2 separate regions of the Sus scrofa genome follow, and region 1 is linked to region 2. The links are chromatin contacts, called in public promoter capture Hi-C maps. All regions are on one chromosome and are shown on one strand. The core of a region is the stretch at or near the end of the contact, and the rest is flanking DNA. Distances in the headings are between cores, read along the strand shown.

Region 1 (7,207 bases), core at 2,527-5,026, 510 kb before region 2:
TGAACATTTGGTTTGTTTTTTATTTTTTGCTATTAAAAACAAAGCTTCTATCTTTTTGGAAAATAGTCCTCAAAAATCTAAACAAAGTTACCATAGAACCCAGCAATTCTACTCCCAGAGAAGAAAAATATAAAAACATGTTCGCATAAAATCTTGTGCATGAATATTGATAGAAGCATTGTTCATGATAGCCAAAAAACGGAAAAAAACCTAGATGTGTGCCCCCACTGATGAATGGATAAACAAAATATGGTGTATTCATAACAATGGAGTAATATTAAGCAATAAAAAGGAATGAAGGACTAACACATGCTACAACTTTGAAAATATGCTAAAGAAAGAAGCTGGACAGACGACCATCTACTGTATGATTCCTTGTATATGAAAAGTTCAATACAGACAAGTTCCTAGAAACAAAGCAGAGAAGGGTTCCTCAAGGGTTGGGGAAGGAGGAATGATTGCTAATGAGTACATACATAATTTCTTTGGGGGGATGATGCAAATGTTCTAAAAATAGATAGTAGTGATGGTTGCACAATTCTGTAAATATACTAAAAACTACTGACTTTTTTAGAGCTTAATTGTGGGAATTTCATAACAGGAGAATTATGTCTCAATAAAGCTGTTTTTTCAGCTTGAGTTATAACAGATAAAATTTTAAGATATTTAAAGTGTACAAGGTGATGGTTTGACAAACGTATACATTGTGAAAGCAGTCCCTTCATCAAGTTGATTAACACATTCATCATCTCACATATTTGTTTTTTTCTTGGTGAGAACATTTAGGTACTATTCTCTCAGCAAATCTCAAAAACTGCAATGAATATTGATGCACAAGTCACTGTATGGACATACATTTTCCTTTCTCTTAGGTAAACACCTAAGAGTAGAGTATCTGAGTCATATGATAGGTGAATATTAGACTTTAAGAAACTCCTGAGAATTCTCTTATGGTGCAGCAGGTTAAGGATCTGCATTGTCATTGCAATGGCTTAGGTCACTGCTGGGGTGCGGGTTCAATCCCTGGCCCAGGAATTTTTATATGCCGCAGGTGCAGCTCAAAAAAACAAACAACAACAAAAAACCTGCCACTCTTTCCAAGTGATTGTACCATTTTACATTCCCCACAACAGTATGTGAGAGTTCCAGTTCCTACACAGAGCCATCAACATAGGACAGTCAGTCTCTTAATTTTAGGTATTTTTGTAAGTATATAGGGGCATCTCATTTAGTTTTAATTCTCATTTCCCTAATAACTGATGATTTGGTATCTTGTGTTTACTAAGATATCTGTATATATTCTTGGATGCAATCTGTTTACATTTTTTGCTGAGTTTTTAATTGGTTAGCTGTTTTCTTTTTATTGAGTTTTGAAAGTGCTTCATATACTCTGGATACAAGTTTTTATCTGATGTGTAATTTGCCAGTGTTTTCTCCCAGTCTGTGGCTTGTCTTTTCATTCTCTTAATAGTGTCTTTCAGAGAGCAGAAGTTCTTAATTTTGATGAAGTCTAATTTACCGATTTCTTCTCATTCATGGATCATGCCTTCAGAGATGTATCTATAAAACCTTTGATCACAAACCCAAAGTCACAAAAATTTTCTTCTGTATTTTCTCCTAGAAGTGTAACAGTTTTAGATTTTACATTTAGGTCTAAGGTTCATTTTAAGTTCATTTTTCCATATGGTTAAACTATGAATTCAGTTTCATTTTTCTCACATATGGATGTACAATTGTTCCAGCACCATTTGTTTAAAAGTAAACTGCCATTGTATCTGAGTCAAAAAGCAATTGACTGTGTGTGAATCTATTTCTAAGCTCTCTACTCTCTTCCTTTGATCTAATTGTCTTATCTTGATGTCATATCACAAACTGGCAAACAATGTCTTGATTACCATTACCATTTCACATCCCTACAAGCAATTTATTAGTTTCAGTTGCTCCACATCCTGATTAGAACTTGGTATTTTTTTTAAATTAGCTTTTGTAGTAAGTGTGTAGTGGTATCTTAGGTTTTTAATTTGCATTAAAATTGGGTTGTTCTCTTTCTTACTGGTGAATCTCCCACTTTTTTTTTTTTTTTTTTTTTTTTTTTTTTTTTTGGCTGCACTCAGGACACTCAGGAGTTCCCAGGCCAGGGATTGAACCTGTGCCACAGCAGTGAGAAAGCCAATGCCAGATCCTTAACCTGCTGAACCACCAGGAAATGCCTCCCATCTTTTATTCTTATACTTAACTTCCCCTAATTTTCTAAACAATATCCATCTCAGGTGTATATCAAGGCCTCCTTGCTATTCTTCTGCACTTTCAAATAAGAGGTAGCTTGCAATTACTGTAAGTAGATAGTCTGCCCCAGGATGTTAGAAGGGATTGGCTTGATCTTGGGCCAAACCTTTGGAGTCACCTTGAGTTCCTCTTTCTCTCACATTCCTTATTTGATCTGGTAGTAAATCTTATCAGTTTTACTATCCAGAATTCAATTAATTTCTCACTACCATTCTACCATCTTCTCTTGCTCTTATCTTTGTAATAGTTTTCTAACTAGTTTCTCTACTTGGGCCCTTGCCCAACTTATGTTTTGTAACACATCTGTCAGAGTGATCCTTTACTAAAAAAGTTAATTTGACCTCCTCACTCCTCTGCTCAAAACCTTTTACAGGCATAGAAAAGTCAAAATTAAATCTCTTATTAGGGGAGTTGCTGTTGTGGCTCAGTGGAAACACTCAGTGGAAACAAATCTGATTAGCATCCATGAGGACGCAGGTTCAATCCCTGGCCTTGCTTAGTGGGTTAAGGATTCAGCATTGCTGTCACTGTGGATCAGCAGCTACAGTTTCGATTGACCTCTAGCTTGGGAACCTCCATATGTCTTGGGTGCAGCCCTAAAAAGACAAAATAAATAAATAAACTTTATTAGGGCCTATAAAATTTGATCTGGCCATGCCTATCTCATCTCCTTTTCCTTTCCTCTTCTCTTACTCAAATGCAGCCCACAGGCCTCCTTGCCACTTGCCTCAAATCCTTTCCTTGCTGTCTTTTGCAGGAAAAGCTTTTCTGCAGATTTCTTCATTGGTACTTTCCTCATTTCGGTCAGTTCTCAATATCATGAGCCACTTTCTTTGATCACTCTGTCTAAAAAGGCATGCACACACGCTCATACACCACCCTTGTTCTTTACTTTTATCTTAATTGTGCTTAACATGCTACATAACTATGTCATAACAGTTAATACATTCAGAGTTCCCCGTATTTTAATTGCTTTATACATTACTTGATCTTATTTTTTCAAGAGGAAGCCGAAACGCAGCGGTTAACCATCAAGTGGTGCAGCAGGGATTCTACTCCAAAGAATTCGAATCTGGGGGTCCCTACTGTAAAACAGGATGCCATTCAGGACTCCTTTTCTAATTACTGTGTTGTTTGCTGTCTGTGTTGTTTACCCCACTGGATCGTAAAAGGCAAGTCAAGGAGCTTTGAACATTGCTGTTATTCCCTGGCCAGAGAGTACTGCCTGCTAAAGGCTTAAAAGTGAGTCAAATTATAAGCTTAAAAAAAAATTGGCTTAAAACTTCAGGTGCGAGGTGAGTTCAGTGAGACAAGCGGATCAGTAACAGATAGGACAGGGGGGAACACAGTCACAGCAGCTAGAGGCGCCGAGACGCGGCGCAGGAGTGGCGGCTTAGGGCGCTTCCGCCCCGCCCCGCTCCGCCCCCAACCAGAGCGCGCGCTGGGATTGGCCTCGGTGGCTCCGCCCGACCCGGTTACCCCTGTCCCGCAAGACTCGCGCAAGGTGACCCGGAAGCAGTTGGAGGCGCCGCCGCGCAGCCCAGCTCTCTTTTCCGGTCGGCGTGGTTTGGGAGGTGCTCGTTTGCGGTGCCCCGGTCTTCACCATGAGCGTCCCGGCGTTCATCGACATCAGCGAGGAAGATCAGGTATGCCCCTGGGCCGCGGCTGACGCCAGGGCGGGGTCCAAGGGTGGTGTTCAGCGGTGTGAGGGGCCACGTCCTGAGCGAGCCAGGGCTGTGCCGGCGGGAAGCTGCCTTACGGAGCCAGCCGGGGAGCCGAGAGCTGCCGTTCAAGGCCTCCACACGCCAGACTGGGGAGGCCGCGAGGCAGGGGCGTGCGTTTCTGGCTTGGAGTTGCACTAAGCTTGCGGGCCGGCGGGCCCAGGAGTAAGCCGCAGCTCGACGGCCAACTTCCTAGTTCGTGTCGGAACTCTTAGAGCCTGGAGTTAACTTCTATCGACGCAGTACTTTTGACTCATTGCAAAGGGTATCTGCTTCCGTCCCCTAATTAATAGCCACACCCTGAGTGGGAGGTGGCGAATCTTTAGGTGGCGTTAGCAGTACAAGGAAAAATAACTTCGATTTGAAAATCAAAATGGTTATGTGATCGCAGAGGCACAGGTGACCCCTATTTTGTACGTAGACTGTTTCATATCCTTATTTGAAGGGCAGGAGTGAGAGTTCTGTAACCGGAAACCATAACGTCATACTTTGAGGCATGCACCTGGTGAACAGCGCTAATATTCAAAAATTTTCTTTTTGGGTTTTGCTCTTTGGCGTTTATGGTTAATGCTTCTCGTTTCTCTCCGTAGCAAAAGTTAAACTTGTAAAGATCTTCCCTAATTTTGCAGAACTGAAAACTATATTCTGTGAGGTCTTGAGTGTTGTGATTTTGTATTTTTTTTCTTACTCCGCTAACACGGAAATTTTGGTTCCTGTAGAATAAAACATTCCTAGTCTAATGGAACTTTTATAATTGCAGATGTGGGGTTTTTGTTTGTTTTCTCCTTTGGTAGAAACGCAGACCCACAGCCCTGAAGAGCACAATAAGGAGAAAGGAAAAAGAAAGAAAAACAAGAAAGGGAAGGAGTTGAGCACAATTAGAAAGGAAGATGTGGAAGACAAGGGGAAAAAAAAAATACCTGATTAGGAATGGAATCTGTTGTCAACAAATGGTTATTAGGTTACTGAAAAGTACTTATTTTTTTTGTTTGTTTTTAAACATAGGAAAGGGTTTTTAGATGCAGTAAGTTCTTGTCATTGATTATATTTTAAAGTGTCATTTCTACTGTTCTTGTTTCACATTGGCCATTCCTTTAGTATATACGTGACTGCTTCAGGAGTTTTAACTTTGGTCGGATTTTCTGATTACAGGTGTGAAGTGGAGTTGCAAATCCTTTCCTTTGCTTTTACCACTCCACAACCACCTGTAGACAGTAAGGGTGACAGATGAAAACAATAAACTATTGATTGCATAGTTGGCTTTGTGTGCACAAAGCAGAAACCAAACAAATGCCTTTCGGAGGAGACCATATTGTATTTTCTTCAGCATGCACTGCTATTTTTGTGCTCTCTGATATGGTGATATTTGTTTTATGAAATCTTGCTTATATTGCCAAATCATGTGAAGGTACTGTGTTATCTGAAAGGATGGCACCATCAGATCTATAGATTTAATCTGCTATGGTAGCTAAACATATTTGTGGGTTTAGAAAATGTGATGCCTCTGAATTTACTAATGATATCCCTACGTCTCCATTTCACTTCATTTTAAGTATTGTCTGCATTCATGTTTGGCTGCCAAAAGTCCTCAAAAGTTATTAAATGTTACATATGCATTAGAGTAGAAAATATCTAGATGCTTGGATGTGGTACTATGGTTATGTTTTTATAGGTCCTAAAGTGCTTTCTAATCCAAATAGGCTTTTAAAAGGTTAATTACGTTGTAGATGCAATTTGATAGAAATATTTTGTGCAAGGCAACATTCGAAGGCATCTTTTTGTGTCTTTCAAAATGCTTATCTCAGATTCTCAAACATTTAATTCACAAATGATTGCCCTCTTGCCATAGTAGTGTCTGTGGCTTGAAAAGAAGCTGTGTTATATACACCTGAGATCAATAAAACTTCATTTCTTTAAAACAAATTGTTTACCAACTCAGATCAGTCCCCCTCCCCCTGCGAAAAGCTTTGAATTAAATTAGAAAGATTTTTTACTATATACTGGAAGTCCAGCAGTATGTATAGGTGATATGAAAGGAATTCTGAAGGTGGTCAGTGTGGGTCATAGTGTGTCTGTGTGGTCACTTCTTTAGGAAAACCTGTGAGGCTGTGATGCTGGATAAGGTAGGGGAGATTAGCACGAAGTCATCATTTCGGTTTTTTTTTTTTTTTTTTTTTTTTTTTTTAAGTCTTTTTAGGGCCGAACCTGCGGCCTACGGAGGTTCCCAGACTAGGACTCGAATTGGAGCTGTAGCTGCTGGCCTACGCCACAGCCACATGGGATCTGAGCCTTGTCTGCGACTACACCACAGCTCATGGCAACGCTGAATCCTTAACCCACTGAGTGAGGCCAGGGATCGAACCTGAATCCTCGTAAATAGTAGTCAGATTTGTTTCCACTGAGCCACGACGGGAACTCCAAAGTCATCATTAAATGCAGTATTTACTTTGGTTTTTTTTTTTGTGTGTGTGTGTGTGTGTGTAGAAATGGGACAGAATGGTTTGAGATCTTGTATTTTGTGATTCATAATTCATTTTATTTGATTTAACAGGCTGCTGAACTTCGAGCTTATTTGAAATCTAAAGGAGCTGAAATTTCAGAAGAGAACTCAGAAGGTGGACTTCATGTAGATTTAGCTCAAATTATTGAAGCCTGTGATGTATGTCTGAAGGAAGATGATAAAGGTTTGTTTTTAATTTTTTTGTAATATTTCTTACTAATCATAAAGGACTACTTTTGAAACATTCTTGAGGATTGTATTTGTTTTGTTTCAGACCTAAGAAATTTTAAGTACTGTCGTTTTTAATCTTTACACATACTTTCAGTTTATTTCTAATCTGTTATACCTAGGAAGTAAGCCTATTTTAAGAAAACATCTTTTTTACATCTGTTTTTTGAGTGTTATTACACGCAGTAAATACTGGTAATTTCAGAATGAACTGAATAAAAAAATGATAGGCTAAGGTTTGAGTCAGAGCTGCAGCTGCCAGCCTACACCACAGCAACACCGGATTCTTAATCCACTGAGTAAGGCCAGGGATGGAACCTGCATCCTCATGGACACTGTGTCAGGTTCTTAACCCTCTGATCTACAACAGAAACGCGAAATCATTTTTGTTTTGTTTTGTTTTTTTTTAAATAAAGTTTAGAGTAATATCACATAGAATACAATTTCAGTTAATTTAGAAGCCATTTACTTA
Region 2 (7,586 bases), core at 1,051-3,550:
AACTCAAAAAATGAGTTCTCTACAAGAAAACTGTTCTGGATTCTTCAAATAAATATCTTTGGGGAGGAGTTCCCGTCGTGGTGCAGTGGTTAACAAATCCGACTAGGAACCATGAGGTTTTGGGTTCAGTCCCTGACCTTGCTCAGTGGGTAAAGGATCCGGCATTGCCGTGAGCTGTGGTGCAGGTTGCAGACTCGGCTTGGATCTGGCGTTGCTGAGGCTCTGGTGTAGGCTGGGGGGTACAGCTCTGATTCGACCCCTAGCCTGGGAACCTCCATATGCCGCTGGAAAAGGCAAAAAAACGAACAAAAAAAATATATCTTCGGGGACAAAAAAACGAAGGGACTATTCAAGAAACATAACCAAATGAGACAATGTAAACCTAGATTAGAGTCTAATTTAAAAAACAAAAACAAAAACCTATGAATCACATTCTTAGGACCAACTGGGGAAATCTGAATACCACTGAAGTTTAGAAATGATACAGTATTGCTATTTAATCTTCTTAGGTGGGAAATCATATAATGGTTACATAACAGCATTAATACCCTTATACTATATAAGAAAATACTGAAATGGGGGGCTGAATATATGTTGACTTAGTTTCAAATAAATAAGTACAAGGAGATAAAGCAAATGGCAAAACGTTCAACAATTGTCACTCCTAGGTGAAAAACTGCACTGTAGGTATTCACTGTACTTTTCCTTATGTCCTAAACCTTGCACAAGAAAACTTACAGGTGAAATTTTTCTCTGTAAATTTTTACTACTTTCTCTCCCATTTAAAACACCACAGTTCTGAAATGAAAAGTCATGGCAATATTTCACAGAGTTTACAATTTTAGATAAATTTAAGAATTAACAATGAATTCCGGGTAACTTACAATGAAATCCTCAGTATTACCCCTCGACTTTCACATGACAAAACATGAACCCAGAAAAAGGGTTAGTATACATAAAAAGATTTGACGTAATTTTTAAGACCTTGTGTTCTTGGGAATTCTAACAGCATGTAAAATGTAAACACTGTGAAATTTTCAGGACTGAAATTAGTCAACGAGCAAACACAAAAATTCAGTTTAGCCATACTTTCCCAATATAATAAAATTTAGTTATCCAGAATGTTGAATAGAAATGCTCCAATTCTGTCGCTATCTTGTCAACCTCCAAAAACAGCCCCCACATCATAAGCTGGCCTCTTGAAAACCGAAAACTTAAGTGTATTTTGTTGCTATGGCAATGCGAAATTTCAGGAAATTGAGACTCTGCATGCTAGCTAGCCTCCCTCCATTTTAAAACTATTTACCTAAACATACCAGACTTAAATCGAAAATAAACTGACATCTTCCATAAAGTATGTCTCCTCTTTCAAAATAAAAAGGCAATTCTCTCCTACAAAACTAAAGAGCAAAAGAAGAAAAATCATTTAACTAAAAACCTGAATCTTAAAATACTTAAAAGTCACAGTACTAAAACAGATGGCCAAAACAGACTTCTCGTTTCCGATTTATCAAATTCTACAACTACTTTTGCGGTTTGAAAATCCAAAATGAAATGTTGATAGAACAGAGAAAAGGGAGCAGGAGAAAGCCACAAAATTCCCAAATCTCAACACAGCCATGCTCTCTACTCCTAAACTACTTCCTTCTTCATTCGCTCTGCCAAGAATCTTATTTCCCTAGAGTTTCAACTCAAATTATTTCTCAAAATAGCGATTTACTTCTGGATATACCACAAAGGCGGTGAAGGAGACACTGTCAAGTTTTTCGAGAACAGCAAGAACACGTTAAAATAATCAATCCCTAATCCCTTAACACCAAATGGTATTAAAAGAAGAAATCTCACTGGGGTAGTCCCAGGACCAAAACGGGACGAAGCAGCTGCCCGGCTATTGTGTGAATCAAATATTTGTTCATATTAACGCCCAAGACAGAGAAGCCAAAAGAGTTTTAAATCTCAGCTCTTTCCCCATTCCCACCGTTCTTCGGTACCCGGTCCTGCGGGTTCATTAAACCCCTAATTCCTTCCTCAAGCGAACATGGCTGGAGTACTCGGACGAACACAGACGTGGAGAGAAAAGGTCGCCACGAGGCCCCACCACTCTCCTTCCTCACCTGCTCCGTGGCTCCGTCTCCTGACATGGCCTCAGTCGATTAGAACGTGCGAACTGGCCCGCGATGCCAAGCTAGAAAAGAAAAATTAAACAAAAAACCTCCCCCAAGCCAGAAAAGTTGCCCCCTGCCCTGCGGAGCCAGACCGCCAACACGAATCGCCACCGCCCACTCAGATATGAATTAAAATGGCTGCGTCCCTGCCGGCCGAAGAAGGAGGTGTGGCTTCCCGCATTAACTTCCGGGGCAGTGGGCGGAGTTAAGAGCGAAACTCCCTGGTTACTCAATCGCGCAGAAGCAGGAAGATGCCAGGGGCGGGCCCAATGCGTGTACTGACGTCAAGGCCCGGGGTTGGAGAGGCTGTTGCTGAGCTGGCTGCAACCGGCTAGGAGGCGGGAAACTGTTTCTCCGGGAAGTTCGCGCGCCTTTTGGAATTTAATTATCATGCTGAGGAGCTGGACTCTCCTCTCTTGAAGATTGCCAATCAATTCAATTCAAGCAAACTGGCCATTTTAGGGAGCAAAGCTAAGTGTTAAATGGCTCCTATGTTTTGGAAATAGGAATCCATGAAGTTTTCTATGGTCTCAGCTAATGCTTTTCACACTTTGGGGGTATGAGAGTGACTGATCGAGAGCATTAATATTTATACCGTCACTGGTTACTGTTGTGTCTAAGGCTTGTTATGTCCGTAAGGCATGGGTTTTAAGCTCCGCATCCCATCATAGTTCTGGAGCCAGACTGCATTCTTTTGAATCCTGGCTTATCTCTCTCTAGTGGGTAACCTTGGGCAGTTTAACATCTCTGTGCCTCAGATTCTTTGCCTATAAATAGAAATAACAATAGTACCTGCAGTTTAAATAAGTTATACATGGAAAAGTACTTGGCACAGTACCTGACATAGTCAAAAACAAGTGCAACTAAGTCTCAAAACTCTTTTCCAATCAAGGATCATCACAAGACTTCTTCCACCCTCTGTCTACAGTGGCCTATGGCCCAAAGTAAACAAACCTTTCCCTTACACTCTTTACTCTTTTCAGTGTCCCATGCCTCTGCTCCTATTTCCACCTCTGCCCTTTTCACAGCCTAAATTCTTATCCTTCCAAGTAATCAGACACATGAGCAGAAGATGTATAGTGGAGATGTTTTTTACACCATCCAACAATAGAAGACTAGATAAACATGACAATTCCATCCTTGACCGCATGCTCTGTAGTTCCCTTGTCCTATGTTCCAAGACTCCTAGTGGATGCCTGAAACGGAATAGTATCAAACCTTATATATACTGTTTTTTCCTGTACATACATACCCATGATAAAGTGCAATTTATAAATTCTGAACACTAAGAGATTAACAATAATTAAAAAGCGATTGTAGGGAATTCCTGTCCGTGGCTTATTGGTAATGATCTCCACTAGTATCCATAAGGACGCGGGTTTGATCCCTGACCTCACTTAGAGGATGGGAGATCCGGCGTTGCTGTGAGCTGTGGTATGTCACAGACATGGCTCAGATCCTGAGTTGCTGTGCCTGTGGCATAGGCCGGCAAATGTAGCTCTGATTCAGCCTCTAGCCTGGGAACCTCCATGTGCCTTGGGTGCGGCCCTACAACGAAAAAAAAAAAAAAAAAAAAAAATTGCTATAAAAGTTATGTGAATGTAGAGTTCCCGTCGTGGGGCAGCTGAAACAAATCCGACTAGGAACCATGAAGTTGCGGGTTTGATCCCTGTCCTCAGTGGGTTAACGATCCTGCGTTGCTGTGGCTGTGGTATAGGCCGGCAGCTGTAGCTCTGATTAGACCCCTAGCCTGGGAGTCTCCATATGCTGCGTGGGAGTGGCCCTTAAAAAAAAAAAGAGGAAAAGTTATGTGAATGTGTATGCTCTTTTTCTCTCTCTCAAAATATCTCATAGGGAGTTCCCATCATGGCGCAGTGGTTAACGAATCCGACTAGGAACCATGAGGTTTGGGGTTCAATCCCTGGCCTTGCTCGGTTGGTTAAGTGTTAAGTGCCGTGAGCTGTGGTGTAGGTTGCAGACGCATCTCGGATCCCGTGTTGCTGTGGCCCTGGCGTAGGCCGGCGGCTACAGCTCTGATTCGACCCCTAGCCTGGGAACCTCCATATGCCGTGGGAATGGCCCAAGAAATGGCCAAAAAAGACCCCCAAAAAAATATATATATATCTCATTGTACAAGTTGAGTGTCTTTTCCACCTTAACTAAGCGCTTATCACACACTGGCCATAACCTTTGCAGTTTGAGGTCATGACAGCAAAACTAGCATGAATTTATTTTATTTTATTTTGCTTTTGCTTTTTGCTTTTTTAGGGCCAGACCCCTGTTGGAAGTTCCCAGGCTAGGGGTCTTATTGGATCTACAGCTGCCAGCCTACGCCACGGCCATGGCAACTCACAGGATCCAAGTCACGTCTTTGACCTACAGCAGAGCTTACCGCAAAGCCAGATCCTTAACCCACTGTACTAGGCCAGGGATGGAACCCTCATCCTCGTGGATACTGGTCGGGTTCGTTCTGCTGTGCCACAGTGGGAACTCCCAGCATGAATTTATTTTTCCCTCACAATTTCACAGTTGGAAGATTTGTTCTTACCATAGATCATAGCAACCTCTGCACACGATTTTTTTTTAGTAAGGCAAGAACTTTCACATTTTCACTTAAAGAAAGCATTTTACAGCTTCTCTTTGGCATATTCAACTTGCTAGCATCACTACTTTTGCCTTTGGGGGACGTTATGAAGTAAAATAAGGGTCACCTGAACACAAGCACTATGATACCTGGACAGTCAATCTAATAAACAAGAGGGCTACGTGGCAACAGATTTCATCTCACAGAACACAGATCAACACAGAATTTAAAACTTGAGTTCTCTTGTGGTGCAGCAGGTTAAGGGAGTTATGGAATCTGCCACTGTCACTGTAACAGCTTGGGTTGCTCCTGTGGAGTGGGTTTGATTCCCCAGCCCAAGAACTTCCACATGCCTCGGGTGCAGCCAAAACAAAAAACAAAAAAAACTTTATGAATTTTTTATTCTTGGAATTTTCCATTTAATTTTCAGAACGAGATTGATCACAGGCAACTGAAACTGTGGACAGGGAAGTGGGGCTAGAGGACAGGGGAACCACTGTATATCACAAGACATCTCTACAATGTAGAGATGGGTACAGCCAAAAAAAGATTCATTTTATTTTAAAATGTTAAAAAAGCATAATACATGGCTCAAGAATCAAAATTTATAAAGAGTTATTCTCAGAGAAGTTCCACTTCAATCTCTACCCCCTCCACCCACCCAATCCCATTCCCACCTTTTATAGGTAACTTTTATTTTAGTTTTTAATCTTTAATCTTTTTAGTATTTCTTTTTTTTTCTTTTTTCTTTTTGCTGAGGCTCTGTTGTTGGAAGTTCCTGGGCCAGGGATCGAAACTGCACCATAGCAGCAACCCAAACCACAGCAGTGACAATGCTAGACCCTTAACCCTCTGCATCACAGGAGAACTTCTCTACTATTTCTTTCTGCAAAAGTTTGTAATGCATATATTTCACCTTATTTCTCATACAAAAAATACACTTGCTCTTTTCACTTAGTATCTTATAGAGGTCTAGGGAGTGAAATGATGAAAATAGAGATTTTTCATCATTTTTATTTGTTTGTTTACATATTTGTTTATACTTTTTAGGACCATCCCTGCAGCATATAGAAGTTCCCAGGCTAGGGGTTGAATCAGAGCTGTAGCTACAGGCCTAGGCCACAGCCACAGCAATGCAGGATCCCATCCATGTCTTGGACCTACACTGCAGCATGCAGCAACACCAGATCCTTAACCCACTGAGCAAGGTCATGGATCAAACCCAAATCCTCATGGATACTAGTCAGGTTCTTAACCTGCTGAGTTACAATGGAAACTCCCATCATTCTTTTTTAAACATTTGCATAGGATTCCACTCTTTGTACCATGAGTTTACCCAACCCTGTGAAAGGATTATCTGTCTTATTTCCAATCCTTGGCTGTACAAGGATTCAGCAAATAATCTTGCACATGTGGTGTTTTATATTTATGGATATATATTTTTTCAGGGTACATCCCTAAAAGTGGGATTGCTGAATAAAAAAGTAAACAGATGAGCAATTTTATGACATCTTCCCTTCCATGGGAATTGTGCCACTTTGCACTGCTAAAATCAGTGTGTTCATTTTTCCCACCTTCCACAACACAGCACCTTCAACAGTGTGTTGTCAGACTTGGATTTTTGCCAATTTCATAGGTGAGAAGTGGTATCTCTGTACAATTTTATTCTTATTCCTATTAATTACAAGTGAGGCTATGATCTTTTCATATGTATAAGAATCATTTTTTTCTACTCTGAACTGCCTATTCAAGTCTTTTGCCCATTTTTCTATTGTATTTTTGGTCCTCATTGTCTTGATTTTTAAGAATGCTTTCTATATTATAGGGGTTAACTCACTAAGTATTATATAGGTTGCAAATATTTCATCCCTATTTCTCATTTATCTTTTAATTGTGCTTATGGGGTTTGCGAGGGGCAGGTGGTAACAAAGATGTTATCTTTTAGAGTGTTTTCTGCCTTATGAGTTTCCCTCCTTTTCTCATGATGTCATAAGTTCCTATAATGGCATGATTAGATTTCCTTAAGTAAAATGAAACCTAATACTGGATTAGGGTGGAGATGATTGGATTCCAGCATCTGTACTGTTATTATTTTCTTCTTGGAGCTTGTGGTAGTGTATATAACAGTATATATAACAAACCAAGTAGTATCCATGAGGACGCTTGCTCAAGCCTGCTCAATGGGTTAAGGATCCCGAGATGCCAGCTTGGATCTGGCTTTGCTGTGACTATGGTGTAGGCCAGCAGCTTCAGCTCTGATTCAACCCCTGTCTGATTCATCCCCATGCCTCAGGGTGTGGCCCTAAACAGACAAAAAAAAGAAAAAAAATCCTAAGGAAGGCCAATTTTCCTTATCAAGAAAATTGAAAAATCAAAATTATCAAATTGAAAACAGCACCAAACTTTTTTTTTTTTTTTAAATCATTTTTGGCCACCCCACAGCACATGGAGCTCCCAGGCCAGAGATCAGATCCAAGCCGTAGTCGTGACCCAAGCTGAAGCTGCAGCAATGCCAGATCCTTAACCCACTGTGCCCGGCTGAGGATTGAACCCAAGTCCCAGTGCTTCCAAGACTTCCAATCCCGTTGTGCCACAGCAGGAGGTCCAACAGCACCAAGCGTAAAAGAAAATATGAAATAGGGGGTTCCTGTCATGGCTCAGCAGAAATGAATCTGACTAGTATGCATGAGGACATAGGTTAGATCTCTGGCCTCACTCAGTGGGTTAAGAATCTGGTGTTGCTGTGAGCTGTGGTGTAGGCTGCAGACCCAGCTCAGTTTCAAGTTGCTATGGCTGTGGCTAGGCCAGTGGCTACAGCTCCAATTCAGCCTCTAGCC

What was found. Promoter capture Hi-C pulls out the DNA fragments that hold promoters and counts their contacts.
Region 1: a contact with region 2 is called in a promoter capture Hi-C map of fetal liver, with 3 times the contacts expected there. The contact joins the promoter of EIF3M here to the promoter of CSTF3 in region 2. A contact is called at or near these places in 2 of 5 promoter capture datasets (fetal liver and liver) and 1 of 47 Hi-C or Micro-C datasets (alveolar macrophages).

Annotation. Positions count from the first base shown.
Region 1 is chr2:28,279,381-28,286,587 of Sscrofa11.1, reverse strand. It overlaps EIF3M (eukaryotic translation initiation factor 3 subunit M), which reads left to right and starts at 3,776. Exons shown (of 11, transcript XM_005661051.3): 1 at 3,776-3,932; 2 at 6,559-6,691. The coding sequence starts at 3,891.
Region 2 is chr2:27,764,171-27,771,756 of Sscrofa11.1, reverse strand. It overlaps CSTF3 (cleavage stimulation factor, 3' pre-RNA, subunit 3, 77kDa), which reads right to left and starts at 2,300. Exons shown (of 22, transcript NM_001267844.1): 1 at 2,115-2,300. The coding sequence starts at 2,141.